3 separate regions of the Mus musculus genome follow, and regions 1 and 2 are each linked to region 3. A link is a contact called in public HiChIP or PLAC-seq data. All regions are on one chromosome and are shown on one strand. The core of a region is the stretch at or near the end of the contact, and the rest is flanking DNA. Distances in the headings are between cores, read along the strand shown.

Region 1 (2,700 bases), core at 172-2,671, 750 kb after region 3:
GCGTGGTGCCAGCTCTTCACATGCTCTTTGAGTACCTACTGTCAGCTTCATTTCCCTAAATGATACAGTTTAGTGCAGAGCTGAGAGGTCATGAGACCCCGCACACTGCCAGGGATAAGTGTGGTGCAGTGTATTTCCTGAGGAGATACAGGAAAGGAAGAGTAGTGGAAGCCAGTGCTCAGGGGCGTCCTTTATTTACCCTCTGGGCCCTACCCTGCAGCCCTGGGTGCTGTTCAGAGAAGTGGGCAGGGTTCTGGGGTGCTGTGTTATCAGTGCACTAAAAGCTGAAGTACTGTTGTGTGGGAATGTATGTCTCTGGCTCTCTTGTCCAAAGGAGGAGGGAGGTAGCAACCATGCATGTGACCCAGGCCAGCTGCAGGTGTAAGGTGAGGTTGGTGTGAGAGTCCCAGTTCCCAGTTCCTGAAAACCCAGCAGCTTCCTGGGAGTTGAGTCCTTGTCAGTGCGTGGTGTTGCCTCTGGCCTCCTGCACGTCCTTCATCTTTGGTATTGGGGCAGAACCCTGGCACTGAGGCACATATGCATGCCAGGCATTCACTCTGCCACTGAGGCAGGCCCTCTGCTTCCTATAGTCATGGCACCTAGTGACCTCACGTTGGAGAGGACACTGAAACATGCTATTTAAAGCATTCCTTTTTAAATTTTTTATTAGATATTTTCTTTATTTACATTTCCAATGTTATCCCCTTTCCTTGTTTCCCCTCCTAAAGCCCCCCTCCCTTCCCCTGCTCTCCAACCCACCCACTCCCTCTTCCCTGTCCTGGCATTCCCTCACATTGGGGCATTGAGCCTTCACGGGACCAAGGCCCTTTCCTCCCGTTGATGACTGACAAGGCCATCCTCTGCTACATATGTGGTTGGAGCCATGGGTCTCCCCATGTGTACTCTTTGGTTGGTGGTTTAGTCCCTGGGAGCTCTGGGGCTTTAGTGTGTGTGCTGTGACATGGCACATCTGTGGAGGTCAGAGTTGTGAGTTGGTTCTGTCGTTCTATCACATGGGTCCTGGGGATTGAATCAGGCTATCAGGCTTGGTGGGAGGCGGCTTTACCTGCTAAGCCTCTCCCTGCTCTGGGCGTCAGGAGCCTGGAGGAAGAGCCTACAGTTTGCTGGGTGCTGAGGCTGCCAGTGGTAGGGCAGTGAGAGCTGGACTCAGCTTTAAAACATATTTGATGGACAGTGGACTGGCTGTGAGCCCTTGGCCTGACTCCAGAATGCTTTTATATTCAGACAGCTAAATGATATTTATCTACTTTGTCCATTTTCCTGTCCAGCTCTGAGTCACTTCCTTTGGTCCAAATGGGCTTTTCCTTTTTCCTTTCTCATGCACCCTGATGCTCTTTGGTCTGGGAACACTGGGTTCACATCGATCCCTGGGTAGGGCAGGCACTGGCCCTACAGTTGCGTAGAGAAGGAGGCGGTCTGGAATGTTGTTACTGAGTCTGTGCCGAGGGTTGCTTCCTGCTGGCCTCTAGCTGAAGGAGGGGCTGGAATAGCCAGGGCACAGTGTACCAAATCTCTGCAGTGTGTGGAGGTAGCTGTGCTCTTCCTTAGTTGCCTAACACAGTGGCCCGTATGAGTGTCTTGCTTGTGGAAAGTGATTGCCTGGAAGAAGAGGCTGAGTCCCTGGGTGGGATCCAGCAGCAGTGTTGTCTGGAGGAGGAGTGTGCCCGGGTGGAGAGCTTGATTGTGAGCCTGTGCTTGGGCTTACCTGGAAACTGTATTTATAGTTTACTGGTGTCATTTCATTTCTGCAGAGAAAGATCTGGAACAGGAAGTAGAGAGACACTTGAGAGCTCTGTGGTGACAGAAAGTCTCCTTTAGATGTTTTAAAAGCATTGTCTGTCCCCAGCTTGTAATCATGTCACACTGTCTGGGAAGACCTTGCCATACAGAGCTGCCATGTATGTGCCCTTGCAGCAGAGCTGGGTAATGGTGGGTGGGCCCCTAGAGAGACCCAGCTTCTCATACAGACCGTTTACCACGGGAAGACACAGTCATGCTCTTCCCAGGAATTGGACCCAATTCATGACCGTCTTGAAGGACAGCACAAGGACTCGCAAACGTGTGGTCCCACTCAAACCCCTACATTTTCTTGGGATTTGGATGGTGTCCCTTGGCCTTGTAAGACTGATGCAGACGCTCTTCATTCGGGTCCTGGTTCTGGCAGCCATGTGAGGAATAGCTACTTGTTACACGCCCAGAGATTGTCAATATCCCAAAGTCTTACTTCCTTCTTATAATTCTGTGTTTGTTTTTACAGTGAGTGTTGAAAAGATAGACCTGAAGGGGTTGTCACACACGAAAAATGACAGAAGTGTTGAGTGTTCCTTTGAGGTAAGATGCTGTTTTCCCCCTCTCCTCGCAGGCATCGCATGTCACTTCACGTACTGCAGTGAGTGAGGGCTTTGCTTCCTGCATAGCAATGGAGCCTGGCTGGGGCGGTGTCTCTAGGGTGGGCTAGAGTGTTAGGAGACACCCACCTTCTCAGAGAGAAGCTAAGCTCCAGGGCCCATGAATTTCCTCCTGGTCACATGTAACTGGGACAGTGGCTGAGCTGGCCTTCTTCCCTGGGAGAGGAGAGACATGGTTGCCTTCACTCTCGGTGCAGAGAAAATGAAATCAGGCTGTGGCACTGGGCACTCACGGGCAGTAAGTCCCTAGATGTGTGTCCCTTGATGAGTC
Region 2 (2,700 bases), core at 59-2,558, 540 kb before region 3:
GAGTGCTCTGACTCCTGTTGTGGTTGTGGAGGGAAGTCTGTCCATCTGTGGAGGCCTCTGTGAGGCTCTGCACCACTGCACTCTAGATTGTCCTTCAGCCTTCGCTGTTGGTGTGCTGTCAAACTGTTCATGTTCACACCTGACCTGAGGCAGGCACAGGCTCAGCTTTGGCAGGTAGCGTTTTCAGGAAGACTGAACTGTAGACCTAGCTAGAGATGGGTGACTGGCCAGCGCTGTGTCTACTGTCCTATCCGTGGCTGACTTCTTTATAACGTTTGTGAGTCGGGTCTCGCAGCTCCAGTGAAGACTGGATCCACTCCTTTCCTACTCCTTCCTTCGTTGGAAATGGAACCCGAAGCCTATGTGCAAACTCGCTACTGTTGGTGTTGTTTAAGACGTCCAGCCTTAGGCATCTCTATACTTGGAGATGGGGTTTGTCAGTTTTCTCAGGCTGGTTTCCACCTCTGGATCCTTTTGCATTCATCTCCTAAGTACTGGAAGTATTGGTTTGTCTTCATCCATTGGGTTCTGCGCGCGCTCGCGCACACACAAACACACACACACTTTATAATCTTTCTCTTCTATACATTGGTGAGCTGGATGCCTCAGGAAGTACTGGGTATTATTCTCCTACCCAGAGATGCAGTGCTGGCTTACAAACGGGGTATGATGGAGTGGATGGCATCTTGTCTGCAGGGGCTTCTGCAGTGGCACCCACCACCTCATTCAGGATGGAGAATACTCAGAATGGGTGCGCAAAGAATTGTGGGATTGATATTTTCCCCCTGTGTAATAAAGAGGTTTATTTTGGCTCAGAGTTCTGGAAGCTGGAAAAGTGCTGATATTTTTAACTCGATGAAATAGTGACCAAGATAGGATCTCTCTGGTCATCTTGATAGGGTTGTCAGACCTCCCTGGAGGTGTGTGACTCAGTCATACTAAGGCACCTCCTAGTTTTGAAAGGTTTTTACAGACAAATGCTTGCAGTGCCCTAGGCCAATAGCTTATCCTTTCCTGACCAGTGTTCCTCCAGCGCCCTCTGCTGATAATGTACAGTTTAGCACTCATCCTTGATGACAAATGCGGTCTACCCCAGTAACACAAGGGGTACCCTCCCACCCTCATTCCAGTCAGGGTTCCTAGTAGCAAATAGTGAGCGTCCTTTACTGTGCCCTCAAGTGGCAAGAAGCTGGCTGGCCTTAAATGACCAAACCGTACAAACTTTTCCTGTTTCCCAGACCCTGCTGCCAATGGCCCAGCCCACTGGAGGTGCGGCTTCCCCAGTGCTTAGTCAGGACTGAGGGCATCCTGCCAAGAACAGTACAGTTTTGTCTGTTGTGAGTCAGCCTGATGAAAAAGCTTGCCCTCCCAAGGCTGTCTATCAGTGTTGTGATGCTTATGCCGCAGCTAGATGCTGTAGGTGTTCAGATAGACCTCAAGATGGAACATGCCTGCGATCATGATGCCCAGGAGCTGTGGACAGGAGCATGTCCTGACCCCCTGTGACACTGGCGAGACTGGGACATAACAGACCTGGTTGTCTGAGCCGGTACCCTCATCTCAGACTGTAAGACCATCTCCACTCCCTCAGGGCCTCTTCCAGACCAGGTCTTTGGTGTTGACCACATACATCACCTGGTGAGGAAAGGCTCTTCCTCCCACTCTCGGTCTGGTCTCTGTAGAGTTCCCGAGGCCTGGTGTGACATCACAACCTTTTGATCCTGGAGCATGGGAAGCAAGTAGATTCTATGACCTGCAGGCCACCTAGGGCTACTTTAAAAAAAAAAAAAAAAAAAAAACCTTCGTTATGGAATTACGTGATTTGCTTAAAATTTGGTCTCTGTTGAAAATTTTTCCACTAATTTAAAAATCTATAAATTACCCTACCTACCTTTCTAGGGCTCACACAGAATCCACCTGCCCCATTGCGTATGAAGTCAAAACTGGCTTCCCAGTACAGTGCTTCCTTGGAAGAAGGGAGAGAATTAACTTTTTCCACCGCTGTGCCTTTGAGCCTCTTTTCGGGTCTGTACAGCGTTCGGTCGACTCATGAGTCTTAGACACCCACTGAAGCGTTCATTCCTCGGGGCTTGATCCCTCAGTTCTTCTGTGGGAGAGGAAAAACTGAGGGATTCTCTTGCCATTGGCTATATGGAACTCGGAATGCTTGGTGTAAGAGGCTGTGTGTGTGTACATGTGCACACACGCTAATGAGGCTTTTCTGTCCTCTTGCTCACTAGATGGTGTAACTCTGGGCTGCATATTGGCAGATGCTAGACCATGGCAAGTGAGAAAGCAGAGTGCATCTGTCTGCCAGGTCACTGACTCACAGGCTAGGGCTTGGCAGGGAAAGGGCGTGGCGTGGAGAACCTGCTGATTGCCCTAATAACCACAGTGTGACTGCTTGTGAACAACCAGAGCCAAATAAAATGCTTCATGGACTTGGTGGTTGGTCTGGTATATTTCTCAGCCATTTGCCCTTTCCATTTTTTTCTTCACAGAGAAGACTGTGGACTAGCAAAGAAAGTAATTTCAGTTTCAAATTGTGTATTTTCCATAATTCAGAGGCAGATGGTCTGGTGGGCAAACCAGAACAAAGTAATATATCTACTTGATACGAAGGCTCAGGACTGTTATTTAGCATTTATAGCAATGAGACATCAAAATTAGCCAATGTGAAAGGTGTTTGGGGTTAGAGCA
Region 3 (2,793 bases), core at 247-2,746:
TGGAGAAGGGTGGAAGAAAGAAGAACCCGACAAGTAACAAATGATGAGTTACCGAAGTCCCTCTTCTCAGGTAAGTCAAGCTGGTGTCAAGTTGACAAAAGCAAAACCAACCAACCATGAGTCTGTGTGTGTGTGTGTGTGTGTTGCACGACTTTAATCCCAGCACTCAGGAGGCAGAGGCAGGCAGGTACCTACCTCTCTGTGAGTTCGAGACCAGGTCTAGTCCACAGAGCAAGTAACTGCACAGAGAAACCCTGTCTCAAAAAACAAAACAAACAAACAAAAACCAGAAAACAAAACCAAGAAAGGTGTGGAGCAAGTGAGTCACACAGACTGCCAGCGGGGGTGTGAATGATGTGTAGAGAGGCAAGTGTCTGGGGGCTGTCAGTATGAACTGCAGTGGTGGTGCCCGCCTATAAACCGAGACCTTGGGAGGCAGCAGGAAGATGAGGAGTTCCAGGGCAGACAGGAGGGAAAGGCTTGGAAACAGCATAGGAAAGATATCATCAGGATAAATGCTAGGGAAATGCCTGCAAAGACGAAAGAATGGAAAATAGCTGCCTCTTGAGAGCACGAAGGAGGGAGATTGGGGGTGGGGGGTACGCAGAGGGAGAGGTGCGGGGGAGGGGCTGGCTTTCTAAACTGGGGACTATAATGAGACAACGTACAAGCAATAAAAAGTCATATAAAGCATACAACTTTTTAAAGCTTTATTTATTGTTATGTGTATTATATGTAGCTGTCTTCAGACACACCAGAAGAGGGCACCCGATCTCATTATAGATGGTTGTGAGCTACCATGTGGTTGCTGGGATTTGAACTCTTTGAACTCGGAACCTGCGAAAGAACAGTCAGTGCTCTTACCCACTGAGCCATCTCTCCAGTCCCTAAAATGTACAATTTGACTTTTACAAAGTGTACACCAAACAGTTCCACCTGGCTGAAACTGCCCAACCTGTTGCCGTGTGTGTGTGTGTGTGTGTGTGTGTGTGTGTGTGTGTGTGTCGCTCCTCTTGGGACATGCGGCACAGAGTCAGAAGCCGGAGCCTTGTAGCCCTAACGACCAAGGCTCAGTCACCCAGATTCAGCATGCCAGTTCATCAGACAAGTGGTAGTGAAGTGCAGAGAAAGGTTTATTTAATGTGGCTGCAAGGCCCAGGCTCTGACCCGAACACCTCTAGAAGCCCTGGGTTTCGAGGTCTGCCTGTTGTCCACCTGAATACCCCAGCGGAGGAAACAGGAAACGTTGGGAAGTGCAGGTCTCATTTTCCACTGCCCTCCCTGCAAGGCTCCCAGGCCTACAGTCTCTACATTCTCAAGGCATGCGTGGACATAGCCATACATGTTTGCTCAGCCTTCACTCTCCGTAATGTCAAGAGTAGCTGACAAATGATTTTGTCTGAATTTTAGAATGGACCGCCTTACTGATTCTTCATGTGGTCACCAGAGGGCGTGCCAGAGTAGAGCTCTGCTTTGCAACTGACCCTGTTCTGGCTGGCCAGCTGTGAACTCAGCTTAAAGCAGACTCACTCTGAATGCGAGGGACCTCTACTTCTGAGGCAAGGAGAAAGAGTCCGGCTGGATCAGCAGGGGGCCCACTCTCTGGCGTGGAGGGTTTTACCAGTCCTGTCAACTTTAGGCTGTCCTCTGCCCAGCTGGGATCCCATCTACCTTATTCAACATCTCTCAGCCAAGGTTCTTAACCCAGGGAGGCTGGATAGAGGATCCCGAGACCCCTGGCTTCTGCTGGCTTTTTTTTCTTTTCCTCTTCCTTCTGCATCGAAGAGCCTCAGCTCCTGGTTTGGGTGAGCCAGTGACTGTGGCAAAGGGCCTACGTGGGGTCAGCTCCTTCCTCTATTCAGAAGTGTATGTATGCAGGGTTACATGTAACACAACACAGGCTGCCCTTGAACTTGCCGTGTCGCCACAGATGACCTTAAACTTCTGATCTTCCTGCAGGTATGCGCCACCATGCCTTGAGTGCTGGAGACAGAACTCAAACCCTCAAGTGTGCACTAGGCAAACACTCTGCTAAACTTAGCAACATCGCCTCAGCTCCAAGTAATTTTATAAAAATAAGCTTGAGATTATCAGTACAAGCTTATGTGCATATTTTATATCCTTATGAACCTAGGTCATGTAAAATTCTCTTGGGCTTTCAAAGAGATCATGAGCAGAAAGTTTAAGAAGCCCCACTCTCGACCTCCTCCATGGGCCCAAGACAGAGCTAGTATCTGTCCCACAGCTATGAGCATTATAGCTGGCTATTGTCTGGCTGAGAACTGTGAACACCTTCCCCGTGCGTTTGGGAGTATGCTGTGCTGAACCCTCGTGAGAGGTACGGTCAGCTCCAGGTCAGATGCAGAAGGTGAACTGTGAGGGTGTGCTCACCATAATTGTGAGGGTGACAGCTACATAAGGCAGATGCACACAGGGAAATAAAGTCGGCGTAAAGACGCAAAGCACGTTGGCTTGCTTAGAAATTTATATTTGGGTGGTGATCGTGTTAACAGAGGTAGAGGTGACTCATGGGTAGAGAATCTGTTCAAGACTCTGCAGTCAGCTGCCGGTTTTCTGCTGTGTGTAACCAGGATTCCCAGACCACATCCCTGCCTCTCACTTTACTGTAGGCTGATGGACTCAGCAGGCGGTTCTTCTCCACGTGATAAGGCCAGGACGCGTGAATGCAGCTTAGCCTGACTCCATGGCCTCTGTAGCAGAGTGGCTTGCCAGGCTTTCAGGCACAGTGCCATTTCCTGTGCACTTGGGGTACTCTTATGGAAGGATGTGAAC

Evidence for each region. HiChIP or PLAC-seq counts read pairs in DNA pulled down with a chosen protein or histone mark.
Region 1: a contact with region 3 is called in an HNF4G HiChIP or PLAC-seq map of pancreatic cancer cells. The contact joins two enhancer-like sites.
Region 2: a contact with region 3 is called in a FOXA1 HiChIP or PLAC-seq map of pancreatic cancer cells. The contact joins two enhancer-like sites. A contact is called at or near these places in 1 of 39 promoter capture datasets (pre-B cells) and 2 of 115 datasets of contacts at active chromatin or transcription factors (microglia and pancreatic cancer cells).

What each region holds. Positions count from the first base shown.
Region 1 is chr8:121,618,287-121,620,986 of GRCm38.p6, reverse strand. Zcchc14 (zinc finger, CCHC domain containing 14) reads left to right here. Exons shown (of 13, transcript NM_080855.2): 3 at 2,279-2,352. Among named protein-coding and RNA genes, the nearest start is that of Map1lc3b, 29 kb to the right of the region's middle. Within about 2 kb of position 1,421, at least 58 of the 459 cell types and tissues checked have an H3K27ac peak or open chromatin away from gene starts, as enhancers often do. A contact at or near this core is called in pancreatic cancer cells, where this site is marked.
Region 2 is chr8:122,905,154-122,907,853 of GRCm38.p6, reverse strand. All of the region lies in intron 4 of Ankrd11 (ankyrin repeat domain 11), which reads left to right. Gm39273 (a long non-coding RNA gene) reads right to left here. Exons shown (of 4, transcript XR_003947488.1): 2 at 1,892-2,700; 3 at 1-1,773. Among named protein-coding and RNA genes, the nearest start is that of Gm39272, 27 kb to the left of the region's middle. Within about 2 kb of position 1,308, at least 211 of the 459 cell types and tissues checked have an H3K27ac peak or open chromatin away from gene starts, as enhancers often do. A contact at or near this core is called in pancreatic cancer cells, where this site is marked.
Region 3 is chr8:122,368,499-122,371,291 of GRCm38.p6, reverse strand. No RefSeq gene overlaps it. Among named protein-coding and RNA genes, the nearest start is that of Zc3h18, 6.7 kb to the left of the region's middle. Within about 2 kb of position 1,496, at least 41 of the 459 cell types and tissues checked have an H3K27ac peak or open chromatin away from gene starts, as enhancers often do. A contact at or near this core is called in pancreatic cancer cells, where this site is marked.